Linked DNA regions of Mus musculus: all the other regions are linked to region 1. A link is a contact called in public Hi-C data. All regions are on one chromosome and are shown on one strand. Each heading gives the region's core, a stretch centred on a gene start, on an enhancer-like site or on the middle of the called end of the contact. The rest is flanking DNA. Distances are from core to core; before and after follow the strand shown.

What was found. A called contact is a pair of places that touch in the nucleus more often than the background predicts.
Region 2: a contact with region 1 is called in a Hi-C map of cerebellum, with 2.8 times the contacts expected there. The contact joins the promoter of Gfod1 here to the enhancer-like site in region 1. A contact is called at or near these places in 2 of 39 promoter capture datasets (hippocampal neurons and pre-B cells), 12 of 484 Hi-C or Micro-C datasets (the MC3T3-E1 cell line, the N1E-115 cell line, cerebellum and 8 more) and 6 of 115 datasets of contacts at active chromatin or transcription factors (embryonic forebrain, forebrain, large pre-B cells and 3 more).
Region 3: a contact with region 1 is called in a Hi-C map of stem cell-derived neural stem cells, with 4 times the contacts expected there. The contact joins the promoter of Nol7 here to the enhancer-like site in region 1. A contact is called at or near these places in 6 of 39 promoter capture datasets (the 3T3-L1 cell line, the HPC-7 cell line, cranial neural crest and 2 more), 2 of 15 datasets of contacts at CTCF or cohesin (the NIH/3T3 cell line and embryonic stem cells), 22 of 484 Hi-C or Micro-C datasets (the G1E-ER4 cell line, the N1E-115 cell line, brown adipocytes and 15 more), 2 of 115 datasets of contacts at active chromatin or transcription factors (embryonic basal ganglia and microglia) and 2 of 9 other capture datasets (adipose tissue and pancreatic islet).

What each region holds. Positions count from the first base shown.
Region 1 is chr13:43,737,361-43,742,029 of GRCm38.p6, forward strand. No RefSeq gene overlaps it. Among named protein-coding and RNA genes, the nearest start is that of Gm20751, 23 kb to the left of the region's middle. Within about 2 kb of position 2,476, at least 27 of the 459 cell types and tissues checked have an H3K27ac peak or open chromatin away from gene starts, as enhancers often do. A contact at or near this core is called in cerebellum, muscle stem cells, neural progenitor cells and 1 more, where this site is marked.
Region 2 is chr13:43,301,670-43,306,338 of GRCm38.p6, forward strand. It overlaps Gfod1 (glucose-fructose oxidoreductase domain containing 1), which reads right to left and starts at 2,503. Exons shown (of 2, transcript NM_001033399.4): 1 at 1,576-2,503. The coding sequence starts at 1,828. Gm52047 (a long non-coding RNA gene) reads left to right here and starts at 3,815. Exons shown (of 3, transcript XR_003950636.1): 1 at 3,815-4,061.
Region 3 is chr13:43,396,160-43,400,828 of GRCm38.p6, forward strand. It overlaps Nol7 (nucleolar protein 7), which reads left to right and starts at 2,217. Exons shown (of 8, transcript NM_023554.2): 1 at 2,217-2,499; 2 at 2,576-2,636; 3 at 3,352-3,410; 4 at 4,434-4,462. The coding sequence starts at 2,246.

The DNA of each region.
Region 1 (4,669 bases), core at 1,226-3,725:
TGATAGGACATCATGACCAAAAGCAACATGGGGAGGAAGAGGTTTATTTTGGCTTAGAGCTCCATAGCACAGTCCACCATGAAGGAGGTCAGAGCAAGAGCTCAAGGCAGGAACCTGGTGGCAGATACTGATGGTGAGGCTGTGGAGGGATGCTGCATTTTGAATTGTTCCTCAAGGCTTGCTCATCCTGCTCTCTTCTACACCCCAGGAGCACCCCTCCAGGCTTGGCACTGCCCTTAGTGTGCTGGGCCCTCCCATATAATCATGAATCAAGAAAATGGTCCACAGGCTTGCACACAAGCCAATCTGATGGAGGCATTTCTCCTCATTGAAGTTTCTCTTCCCAGATAACTCTAGCTTGTGTCATCTTGACAAAAACAAGACAAACAAAACAAAACAAAACAAAACAAAAACAAAAATAAAAAACCCCAAACCAAAACTATCCACCATGCCACATCTAATGAATGCAAGAACATAAAGCTAGGTGGAGGAAGGAATTGTTAAAAAAAAAGAAGCCAGAATTTGAAGAGTTAGGAAATGCTAAGCTATTCGCACTGCAATATGGGAACGCACTGCATTATGGGAATGCACTGCCTTTGCCCTATAGGGTTGTTCTCCAGATGGATCATGTTGGTCACATAGTACAAAGCCAAACACTGTAAGCTGTTACACTGAGACAGAAAGCTACACTGTTATCCTGTAGATATTTGATTGTGTAGATTTCCCAGATGAAATCAGGGAAGACATGTATTTCTGTATTATTTCTTGCCATCAGGACACTTGAGATTTAGGGTGGTAAAGTGGCTCATTTATTCTGTTGACAGACAGTGTCCCTGTGTAGCTTAGGCAGTCCTCAGACTCACCTCTGCCTCCCCGCTCTTCTGACCACCAGCATCCCCCTCCACACATGGGCGGAGACAGGGTAGTCCATAGAGTAACATGACAAGGTTGCAGGACCTGGAAGAGGCTTAGAGTTTTACATTTAGTTTGGTGCTCTCTCCTGCATAAAATTATCTCATCTCAAAGACTTCTGTAGACTTTCAGCAAATCTAAATAACAAGCGTGTCATAGCGCAGTTAGAACCAGCGAGGAATACAAAATGCACAGAGGACACTTCGTCCTTCTGTTATCCAGGTCGCAAAAAATAAGCACAAGTCTCAGCCCACAAACTGCACGGCAGTCACGGGATAATGGCATTCCAGCTTTCCACTGGAATTTTTTCTTTAAAAAATTTTGTATGTATGTATGTATGTATGTATGTATGTATTTAGAGTCTGTGTGTGTGTGTGAATGCCCTTGTACGTGCACCAAGTAAGTGCAGAGCCAATGGAGGTCAAGAGAGGGCATCAGATCTCCTAGAACTGGGATCAACAACAACAACAACAACAACAACAACAACAACTGGTTCCGGAAAAGGGAAATTGGGGATTAAAGAAACTCTGCTTAGCAGCTCCATAAACGCTTGCTTCTAAGCATCTACAGGGATTGCAGCAACTGCCTGATGTTCCCAGAGGGCAGCGTTTCTGTCACTCCTTAGCTCTCTGATGAGCTGCTAAAGAAAAGAGCCCCAGACACAGGGTCTTCATCCTGCCGTCCCCAAACACACAGAAACGCAATCGTTCCCCACTGTGTCTAAGGATGCCAGACAAAAGCGAGGGGCTTTGTACAGTGTATATTTCTTTTTTTCTCATTTGAAGATTCTGTCATTTTCTTTTGATATTCAAATTTGAATTTCCGTGCAGTTGATTGTCTCCAGAGTCAGGGATAGAAGACCAGCATGCAGTCGCAGACTCGGGTTGAGAGCACTGAGCAGAACTTCCGTGAGGAACAACTCTGCCGACTTAGAGCACGTCTCACTTCCACTCATCAACAACTTTCCTAAAAGAAAGGTCACTGTGACTATGCCACCACACAGCACACCCTATGTACACTTCATGAGGCCTCTTGTTCTAGGGGAAGAAAAATGGCTTCCCCCAAACAGAGCTGGCTCATACTTTAAAAATAAAAATAAAAAACCCATTTTATTTTGCTATTAGTTGATTCCTTAAGGTAATGGAGCTAAGAAGAGCTGATCTCACCTTCTTCTATTGGTCTTTCTTTCAGGATGCTTTGAGTTATGTTCTTATTCACTTTTATCTGTGCTACAAATATTCTGGAAAGAGAGAGAGAGAGAGAGACAGAGAGACAGAGAGACAGAGACAGAGACAGAGTCACACAGACACACAGAGAGACAGAGAGAGAGACAGAGAGAAAGAGAGAGCATGAAAAGAGAAATTACACAGGTCCCCCAACATACAACTCCCTACAATGTCCCCTCTCTACAATGTACCCCCAAATCTATCTTTCTTTCTCCAGCACAGTTGATCACTGGCTAAAATTGTGAGCCCCTCCCCCAGTCTCAGGACCCAGTACAAAGCAGCTGTTCTTAGGGTTCTGTGGCAAATCTAGAGCTGTGTGGCGCTTTCCTGCCACCTAGCGGTGGTGTAGTGAAACAGAGCCTGCAGATCGAGCCAAACAAAGCAAGCCAAACATACTGAGCAAGCCTGTTCAAAAGCGAGCCCTGTTGGTCTGTGCGGCTTAGATCGGTATTAAATGGTGACTTTCGAACTTGTAGGTTTTCTCTTCTAGAAGCCAAGGTTCCCATTTATGAAAGTGGGTTGTCATCCAGTAGTATTACAACGACAAAGCTCAAATTTGGTCACTCTTAAAAGTTGAGAAGGTGAAGGACAGTGCAGGCCAGACGTCAACATTTTGGAAATGAGCCTTTGTAATGGTAACTAACCACGTGCCGGATGAGGGAACCGAAGACCAAGGCGTTGACAGCTGTTTCAAGTTCAAATCATTAGTGAGCACTGCTGGCATGGTTGGAATGCGGGGGCTCGTTTCTTCCTTCCCTGACAAGAGCAACTTGAGGAAGAGGGGCTTTTTATTTTGGCTCAGAGTCCATCATGGCGGGAAAAGCCATGACAGCCAGAAAGTGAAGCAGCTGGTCACGCTGCATCTGCCATCAGGAGTCGGACAGTGACAGATGCCGATGCTCTGCTCACTCTCTCCTTTTTATCCCGGGACCCTGGTTCACGGAGTGGCACAGCCCATACTTACAATGGGCCTTCCCACCTCAGCTAACCGAATAAAGAGTTTCCCTCACAAATAGGCCCAGAGGTTTGTTAAGAATCAACATTAACTTTCCCTTTTACCAGATGTCAACCTGGAGGAGGGTCCTGCAAAGGGTCAATTATTGTGATAGTTCAAGCAAAGGTTACTGCTGTTAAGACCTAGTTTTTGTGTGTGTGTGTATATATATATACACACACATATATATTCATGCATATGCAAACAAAACAGCTATATGCAAATATATGCAAATAACACACACACATACACACACGTTTTCATGTAACCCTGGCTGGCCTAGAATTCACTCTGTAGGTCAGACTGTCCTGAAACCTAATGAGGATCCCCCCCCTTTCTCAGTCTCTCTAAGTTTAAGTGACCGCACTAGGGTTGAATCTGAAGGATTTGGAGCTAAGTTCCCAGAAACAGGACTGGCTATCCTCTCCTTCAAACACATTCTTTTCTCCAGACAGCACATGCTTGTCAGATAGCAGCTGAACCAGAGGGAAGGGTCTGTGAGAGGGACCGGCAGGGATGCTGATCTACATGGGAAGAGCTATCCAAAGAAGCAGACCAACTGCAGCCTCATTAACAGTGTTCCTCACCCTGGGGGATGGGCAGAAACTATTCTCATGATGTAGACATGTGACCCAAACACAGGGAAATAAAGACCCTCCCTGTTGTCTTTGTTGTAGATCCTATGGGGGAAATCTGTAAATTTGTTCCTAGAGCAATCCTTTCAAATGTGTAAAAGGACATAGAAGTATAAAGGACATGCAAATAAAGTTAGTAAGTTTATATATATATATTATATATATACATACACACAAATACACACACACACATATATGTGTGTGTGTGTATATAATTGTATGTGTATTTAGTTCTGCCTGAAAAACAAAATCCACAGACGCAGAGGTGCAATATTTAGCAATAATTTCCCATGGTTCTAAGTGCTGAAGTCTGATGTCAAGTGCCAGCAGATTCATTTCCTGCTGAGAGCCCTCTTCCTGCCTTCAGAAGGCTGCCTCGTATCTGACCCCATCCTTACTCTTCAAACAGAGGGCAGGTCAGGAGTTTCTTCATCCTTACAGGGGCTGCACCCTCTTGGGGGGAGGTCTTATCTAAATCTTATCTAATCATCTCTCAAAAACACTAGGGTTAGCTTTTCAACAGAGGAATCTTGAGTAGCGGGCAGGCTAGTGATGAGACACATTTCAGCCAATGACAATAACAGCGCACTGAACAACTAGTTCTAGTTTCTGGATGCCCTGTCCATGGACCTTGGCTTAATGAATCCCTGTAGCAGTGACTCTAAGAAAATTCAGTAGTGTATAGTCACTGAACTAAATCATCTCCTAGAACATGCCCAGAGAAGCAACCCTGGCTATACAAGTAAGAGTCCTGAAAGCTGCCCATGCTCTCAGGTTTGTCTTTCTCCAGCATCCTCTGGAGTTTGAACTGGAAGGTCACGTGTCAGCTGAGGACCTGTTCTGAACTCAGGTCCTTTTCTTACCCTGTAGCCTTAGTGAAAGGGTAGACACCAGCATTACTT
Region 2 (4,669 bases), core at 1,253-3,752, 440 kb before region 1:
AAGCCCTGGGTCTGATCCCCAGAACCAAATAAACTAGGGATGGAATCTCAGCACTCAGGAAGTAGAGTCAGGAGGATCAGAAGTTCAAGGCCGCCCTCAGCTAAGCAGGGAGTTGAAGGACAGCCTAGGATACACGAGACCCCGCCCCAAACAACAATGATAGTAAGTACCAGAGACCATCAGAGCATTCTTGCTCTGTAATTGGTATCCCCCTGTTGTGGGGTTGCTCCAAGGGCCTGTCCTATAGAGATGCCACCGGAGAGGGGAGAAGAATGCTCCAACAAGCTTTCAAATCGGACCAGACCCAAGCCTTTAGCATAGATGGGGCTTAAGAGGAACCCATGGTATAGAAATTGCCCTAATAGGTTTTATACTCTAACTTTTTAATCGCCTACTTGACAAACAAATCCAGTGTAAACAACTAGTATAAACTAGCAGTGAAACAGAAAAGAAACATTGGCTAAAAGTCAATAGAATTCAGTTCAAAACTAAAGAAGCCAGGCTCCAAAAGCCAGAAGCTTAATACATTAAATACAGTAAAGAAAAGACCGGTAGCCCCTACGTTAGAATTTCTCCAACCTAGTTTGTTAGGAGCTTTTTCTCCACTTCAGTAACCCTGGCTTCCAAGGGTAAGTATGAAACGCCTGGGAATAGCCGAGCGTGGTTGGTTTAGGTATGGAAGGGAACTGCTGATGAACAGACTTGCTCAAGACACTCGTTTGAGCCCAGAAAGAAGCCCCAGCCTGCTTGTAAACACAATGTGTCTCTGGAATATTCCCGAGGCAAAATACGGAGGTGCCATCGCACGTTTCCAAAGGAAACTGCAGCGTCTGGCTTCCCCCTCCCACCCCGGCCCCCTCCACACACACAAAGCATCCTTGCCTTTGAAACCACAATTTTCATCTCGGAAGAATACAAGGTATATAATTCTCAACTAGAGTAGACACCCACTCCTGGGAGACTGTGCCCAAAGGTTAAATTACAATCTTTACTAACCTCTGACACATCTGAGAGTGTTCTGATAGACCCGCCCACTCTCACTTGCTTCCTTCCAGAGCAGAAGAGATAATTCCAGCCAGCTGTCAGTTCTCTAATCTCACAGTAAACTCACTTACTGTGGAGGGAAACAAAACGATCCAAACTGGGTGCCACAGCTGCTCACAAACAGGTACACCCAGGAAAAACCCTGCCACCACGTGTGCGGCCCTTTATTCAAGGGTTCCTGGCCACGCGCTCTCCTTTTCCAGACGCACGCGCACCCACACACCAGAGCACTAACTAACGTATACAGCTGGGTACCGAGTTTCCCTCCTGGAACAGCAACCGGTCTTCTGTATCTGACCCATTCGGTTCCTATACCTAGAATCCAAGCCTATTCTAGCCTCCGCACCACACACGTGGGGATGCGCTTCCAGCTGGTATCAGGAGCGAAGCGTGGAGGTGGGGGAGGCCACCGACTGGAAAGGGGAAAGCTGGGACTAACAAGCTTGGGTTTGGGATTCCTGGGATATGTCCAATTGGAGAGAAGCGAAGAGCCGAGCTAAAGAAGAGAGGGCTGGGGGAGGGGTCGCTCACCCAGGGTTTTGACAGCGATCTGCCTAGTGAGCGGCGGCGGCAGGTTGATGCACACCAAGTCCACATCCTGGTGCAGGAGCACCTCGTCGATGCGGCTGGTGTAGAAAGGAACGCTCATCTCCTTGGCCAGCTCCTCGGCTTCTTCCTGCGTGCGGCCCCACAGCGCCTTCACCGCGAAGCCCTCATCTTTCAGCAGCGGGATGATGACTCGGGCTGTGAGGCTGGTGCCGAACACGCCCACCCCGGGAAGCATGGCTGCTCAGGTCCGCCCGGTTCTGCTGCTGCCGGGATCTCCAGTCGAACACCGGCGCACACGCCTCTCCGGCCGGTCCCGCAGTCCCCGGCTCCTCGACCGACCTCGCTGCGCTGCGCTAGCCGCCGAGCCCCGGGCAAGGCGCCCGAGTGCGGTGGCGTGACAGCGCACCGAACCACAGACCCTGCAGGCTCCGGGAGCCTCAGCGCGGTGACTGCTGCAGTGCCCGCCACTCGGGGCTCGTGTCCTTCCCGGAGACAGCGGCAGGGACTCCGCCAGGACGCACGAGGCCCCGAAGCCCCGTGGAGCCCGGGCTCAGGCAGCGCTCCCGCCGCAGCGCCGGCCGGCTCCGTGCGCCCCGCGGAGGCCGCCCCATGGCCGGCTCATCCCGGCAGAATCTCTCTCCCGGATGGCGCTCCCGCTTCACCACCCTCTGTGGGCTGCGGATCTTCTTTTTCCCCAAGTCCTTGGTAACGAATGGAACCCAGAGGCCACCCGGAGGCCGACTAAGGATGAGGCTCGTAGTGTACCAGGCGCCGATCCCGAGCAGCAGCACCGCAGCGGCGGACACCACCCGGCGCCAGGCTCCTCATTCTGCTGCCATATTCGCTCGCTCGCAGCGCGCCTTGGGCGGCCTCGGCCCCGCTCGGGCTCGGGCTCCGGCTCCGGGATCCCGCGGGTACGAGGGCGGAGTTGGCGACTTTGACTGTCAGCGGCCGGGGTTCCTGCACCGCCCTTGCGGTAGCGCCGTGCTCCATTGGCCGCCAAGCGTCGCCCCCGCCCTTGTCTCCGCCGCCCAAGGCACTCGTTGCGCTCAGCGCCCGGCCCCTGGAACCCGCTTTGACTCCTCCCCGGCCCCGCCTGTCTCGCCTGCTGCCCCCGGGTGGCTTCCCTTTCTCTGCGCTCTCCGCCTCCGCGGCCGCCTCCTCCTCGTTGTGCTCCAAGCTCCGCCCAAGCAAGCAAATAAATCTATCAAAGCAGGGCGCGCCCTTAATAGGCTAGGACTGGGTTCCTTGGAAAAGATTGGCGGATGCTAAGACCCCGGGGAGGCCGGAGGACCCCACGAAGTGTGAGCAGCGTGGTTCACAGTCTCCTCTCCCGGATATTTTTCTGTGCTCGCCACTGCTCTAGGAAGCTGTCCAGGCACTTAACCCTGAGGTTATTGGAAACTCGTTTCATTGATGAGAAAGTGAGCTCTGAGGAGGTTAAGGGACTTGCTCAAGGTGACACACATGAACAACAGTGCCAGGATCGGAAGGCAGACACCAGCATCTCGGCGCTGAACCCCTAGAGTTCTGACTCGCAAGTGTGCCAGCTCCAATCCCAAACCAACTCCACTCCTGAGGAGGCTCCACTGGTCACCTACTCCATGCTTGTGCCCATGTGGCATGGGCGACCTCACCCAGACTCCGCAGTGGCTGTGGCACGTGTGTCTAGAGTCTGGTCTTCCTTGTTTACTTCTGGCTGCCTGCCACTCCTGGCCACTGCCCTCTGTCAGCTTCAGTTCCCTGGCACAGCGCTTCTCCTGGCCTTTAATACATCTGCAGTCAGAATGCTGGGGACCATCAGTCCGAGATGCGTGGAAAGCCCTAACTGCGGTGGTGACTGAGTGAGCGTCTGATGGCTCAAGATATCCTCGTCACTTATCACGGGGCCTAAGGAGATAGTAGGCACTTGTCTAAGTACACAAATGGATGGATATTCACCACCTGTCACATTGTGCCCTCTTCGTACTGGGAGGGAGGAGTCAATGCCAAAGGGCAAGTGGACCTGCTCTTCTAGCTCAGTGTTTCTGGAAAGGTGAGGTTACTACTGTCTATTATGTTCATCCCTGGCCTTTAGCACTCAGAGGAAGAGACACGTGTCCTGCTTCAACATAAGCGTGGAAAACATGATACATCCGAGTGTTTAAAGCAACTGTAACAACTGGCACAGAGACGGGGCTCTTGGAGAGAGCTGTACACACACACACACACACACACACACACACACAAAGGCTGATGTGGCAATGGGAGGAGGCAAAGTTGACCTCAGGACGACATTATTAAAAAGGACAAAGTGCTCCGGGATTGGCAACAACCTGAACAGGGTCAGACAAAGAGCAGACAAGATATGCCTGCTGATGGTTAGCTGAGAAGTGCCTAAGGAAAAGGAGGCGTGCAGCCATGGCTGCCAGGGTGCTGCTTTGGAGCAGAGCGAGAGCCACGGTGTGCCGCCCCTGGACAGGTGCAAGGTGGGTGACTCCTGGCTTGCAGAGTCAGAAGCCAGAGCTGACTCTTGGCTCTGCCATTTACACCCTGTGGGACCCGGGACAAATGTCTTCTCTGTGTCCGTCTGTAAAGGGGGACAATAGCTAACACTAGAGAGGACCATGTGATTTGACAGTCGTGACGTCCTGAGAAGGATGCTCCCTAGAAAGGTTCTATGTGATATATATGCCCTCTATTTTGATATTTATTTTTATTACATACATTCTATTTGAAAATAAATGTTAGGCCATGTATATATCCTGAATGAATTCCGTTATGCTCTTTTATGTTGTTTGGGTTTGTTTGTTTGTCGATTTGGGTTTTTCCTTTACTATTGTTTCTATGTATGGGTGTGGGTATATACCACATGAATGCATATACTCTTGGAGGTCAGAAGAGGGCATTGACTGGATCTGCTGAAGCTGGAGCAGGAGCTGCAGGTGGTTGTGAACCATTCTATATGAGCATCAGAGACAGAACTCAAGCTCTCTGAAAGGACAGTGAGCACTCTTACCTGCTGAGCCATCTTTCCAGCCACTGTTTGTTGTTTGTTTGTTTGTTTGTTTTTTGGTTTGGTTTGGTTTATTTGGGT
Region 3 (4,669 bases), core at 967-3,466, 340 kb before region 1:
GTGACAGACATCGGAACAAATGCCAGAAAGGCATGCAGAAAAGCTGGGGTCGGGTGGGTTGCGTCACTTGGATGGAGGCCACGTCCTATGCAACTCGGGGACTCAGCAAGTTTATTATGGGTAGCAGAAGGAATAGGGGTTCAGAAGTCTCTATGGGAAGACTGGAGGGGAGCCATTTCAGGTTGTAGTCGCCCACGAGGAAGGAGCTGCCCTTGCTAGTTTTTGCACACACTGCCAACATTGGCACAGGAAGCCTTTGCCATTTCCCTGAACCTGACCCAGGGAAAGCTTTGCCACTGGGGCATCAGGGTCCTTGACACTGACGTGGCTGGACCCATGTCAACAATACTCATTTACTCAGGACTTCGTGGCTCCCCACAGGTGTTTGTTAGTCCAACCATGTTGACATTTAAAATGATCTACCGCAGGCAACAAGGGAGAGTTGCGTGTACCATAGGTGACAGTCATTTGTAACAAATCCTAAAAGTCCTTTGCGTGAAGGAGATAGATTATCTGACCAATTGGGAGTCTGGAGAAGTAGCCAGGCAGCATGAGGGTCACACTGGAGGTGGTAAGCTGAAGCTAGGGAGCTAGTTATAATTTCAGTGATACCTTTCCAAGGTGTGTGTCTGTGTGTCTGTCTGTATGCAATGGCTATGCGTACTGCAGGGGCCAAAGCCCTTGGAGCCCCTGGAACTAGTCATAAGTGGTTATGTAGCGGGCGGTGGTGGCGCACGCCTTTAATCCCAGCACTCTGGAGGCAGAGACAGGAGGATTTCTGAGTTCAAGGCCAGCCTGGTCTACAAAGTGAGTTCCAGGACTGCTAGGGCTACACAGAGAAACCCTGTCTCGAAAAACAAAACAAAACAAAACAACAAAAAAAAGTGGTTGTGTGCTGCTTGACATAGGTACTAGAAACTGAACTAAGGTTCTCTGGAAGAGCAAGCAGTAAGTTGAAGTTCTCTTAACTGCCGAGCCGTCTCTCCTGCCCTCTGTGACACTTTAATGCGGCATCTACACGTATGGACCATCACATGCTTTTGGTAGGTTGTCACCGGGCTTCAGTTTAACCTCTCTCAATGCTAGTTACTGTAGGGGTCTGCTGATGCAAACATTTGTTTTCTTGCAATAGGTTTCACTTTAGTTCAGGCTGGCCCAGACTTTAAGATGTTCTTGCTTCGGCTTCCCGAGTGCTGGGATTTCAGGCGTGCACTACTCTGCCGGACTCAGAGAATGTTTTTCATTTGTATTTTCTATCTGACCGAGCCCAGACGTTTCAGAGCCACCCTCCCCATCCTTCTCTGCCTACGATGTCTCTAGCAGTTCTTGTTTTGTTTTGTTTCTGAGACAGGGTTTCTCTGTGTAGCCTTGGCTTTCCTGGAACTCACTCCATAGACCAGGCTGGCCTAGACTCACAAGAGTTCCTCCTGCCTCTGCCCCGCACCACTAGGATGAAAGGCATGCACCACCACCTACAGGCCTTGTTTTGATCTTTTTATCCACACTTATTTGTTCTTTTTAAATTGGAAACTGCTTCTAAACAAGAGGGGGGGGGGGATAAGGTTTAGAAGTAGGAAGTATATATGTTAACTAACCATTTGTCGAACATATAGTGTGACATTAGAAATCAATGACTTTAGAATGGTAGAAGCAACAGCCAGGTGACTTGAGTATTTAGAGAATAGTGTAACTAAACATGCCATGGTCTCTGGGTGGGACGTTGAAAGTCAACCGTTCTGCGTAGGGGAACACATATCAGAGAGGACAGCTCATCCAAGTGCACGGATAGATTAGGGAATGAAGAATCATTTCCTACTGTATAGCTGGTAAAAGACATCACGTGGGCCATGTATTCCCAAAAAATATATGGGCAGAGGATTGCAAGGGTTGGAGGGGGTGGGGGTGGTGATGGGGGTGGGTCGTACACAATACATACAGGGATGCATCTCACAAGCAACGATGGTCATTTATTTCGTTATTTATTATACCCTTGCCTCTGTTCCATAGATCTAAGCAACCTGGGGGAGAAAAAAAAAAAAAAAAAAAAAAAAAGGCGGCGACACCTAGCAGCACGAAACCACGCCCTCTTACCCCCCCCCCCCGTCTCAGCCATGAAAAGCCCCGCCCTCCCGCGCACGCGCCTCAGCACGTTTCGCGGCCTCCGAACCAGCAGAGGGCGTAGAGAGCGCGCACCGCGCACGGCTGCTTCCGGGTCAAGGGTCAGACAGCCGCCTTTCCGTTTGCCATGGTGCAGCTCCGGCCCCGCTTGTCGCGTATTCCCGCGCCGGCTGAGGCGATGGTGGACGAGGACCAGGCGGCCTCGGAGGAGGAGGAGGCGGAGCACGGCCTGCTGCTCGCGCAGCCTAGCAGTGGCGCGGCCGCCGAGCCCCTGGACGAGGAGGAGGACGCGGACGACGAAGCCCCGGAGGAGCTGACTTTCGCCAGCGCCCAGGCGGAAGCCCGGGAGGAGGAGCTGCGCGTGCGCGCGAGTGCTCGCAGGTGCAGCGCCCGGGAATGTTGGCGCCTCGGGACTCCCCAGGCTCGGCCGGCGCTGACCCGACTCCTTTCCTTCCAGGGATAAAACGCTGTTGAAGGAGAAGAGGAAACGGCGCGAGGAGCTGTTCATCGAACAGAAGGTTGGACGCGGGACTTGTCGCTTATGTAAACTCGGCCGGGGCTAGAGTTCCCTTGCTAAAAGCTCCTTAAAGGATAGGGTACTGGAGAGGTGCAAGGGCCATTGGCGTTTCTTGGAGTCTGCCGTAATTCAAAGTAGGCGTGGAAGCACTGACACTCATCTATCCCTGACAGTAGGTCTTACAGGCTTCCAGAGGTGGTGAGGTTTGCTTGAGTTTTTAAAATTCTAGGCTGGAGCTAATGATTTCTTTTTTCGCACCCCAGAGATCTGATTTCGAGTGGCCATACCTAAATACCTTTCAGTTAGTAGCCGGGATACTTGAACGTTGAGCTACTTTGGGTAAAATGACAGGGAATGTATTGGGCTTTCTTTTCTTTTCTTTTTTTTTTTTTTTTTTTTTTTTTTCTTCCGAGACAGGGTTTCTCTGTATAGCCCTGGCTGTCCTGGAACTCACTTTGTAGACCAGGCTGGCCTCGAACTCAGAAATCCGCCTGCCTCTGCCTCCTGAGTGCTGGGATTAAAGGCGTGCGCCACCATGTCCGGCCTGTATTGGGCTTTCTAAATCCAGTCTTAATGTTGTCGGTTTAGAGGCAGCAGGGACGTATTCACAGATTGGCCCGAATTCAGGACTGTTCGAAATGAGTAACGTTAGAAGTTATCTCCAGGCATACCTGTACCTCACTTTAACTTGTCATCAAATGTCTTTATCCCCAAAGAAAAGAAAGCTGCTTCCAGATGCTGTATTAGAGCAGCTAACTACAGCTTCAGAGGCCGAGTAAGTATTGCAGTTTCTACGTGCATAAAGTCTGTAGACCCTAAGAAATTCTCCCCAAACTTAAAAGCTACACAGTGCTTTTGGAGTTCCTCAACTTTGTCTAGCAAGATAGATGGTAAGTAAGTGACTGAGAACATTTAGTGTTGCAGCAGGAACTTAAACCCAGACTTTCCTTTAGCTTGCTCTACCTGCCGCCACCCCTTTCTCTGTTCCTCATTTCGTTTAGCAGCCGTGTTGCCAGTGCTTCAAACCCAAAGCTTGAGTTTACGCCCTGCTGAATTCACTCCTTGGTACATTCTTTTTGTTTTTCTAGACAGGGTTTCAGTAGCCCTGACTGTCATGTAACTCTTGCTCTGTAGACCAGGCTGACCTCAAACACAGATTTGCCTGCCTCTGCCTCTTGGTGCTGGGATTAAAGGTGTGCACCACCACACCTGACCTTAGAACATTCTAACTTCTCAAGTCTTTTTTCTTTTAAATCAGAATAGTAGTTCCAAATTGTTGGTTACTTTCCATAATTATTCAGATCTTTAATCCATGAGGTATATAAGCAGATGTTTGTGCTTTTAGGTGAGGTCCTTCTCTTTCCTACCCGAGGTCAAGTGTGGACCCTTTCTTCTCGCTCCCTCCTCCATAACTTCCCATCTGTACAGGCCTCTGTGCTTTCTCTTCCAGGCAGTTTAGTCACTCCGTAGGTACCTGGAACTCATCCTTGGTCTCCAGGGTCCAAACTGTTGTCTAAATCTAGTTTCTCAATACTGTGAGACTAGCACCAGCCTTTACTTGATCTTTGGAATGCTAAGTTAACAGTTCTGAGTTTCTATTAACAGTGCTCAAATTTAAGTTCTGAGGACACTCCATACTAGTCAAATGACTGGGAGTTGTGGCAGCGCTGTGTGGCTCAGTGAGGAAAGATTAAGGGCAGGGGTCATGAAATCGAGAGAGGATCTTGGATACTTGTTTTGAGTACTCTCTATTGCCTGCCAGTCCCATCTTTCGTTTTTTTTTTTTTTCCTCCCGCAGCATAAAGAAATCACCAGAAAACGTAAAAGGTATGACTTGTCCTTGGTTAAGTAACTTCATGTAATGGTAAAGTGCACTTGCAGAAATTTTTGGTTATTTGTGGTCCTTAGGCCTGGCCAAAGTTGGCTTAAGCCTGTTTTCCACTATTTTCTTCAAAATAAAACCTGTACTCACATGATAGGTGGTCACCAAAGTGAGTAACTTCCATTAGGTGTTAATTTATATAAATACTACTT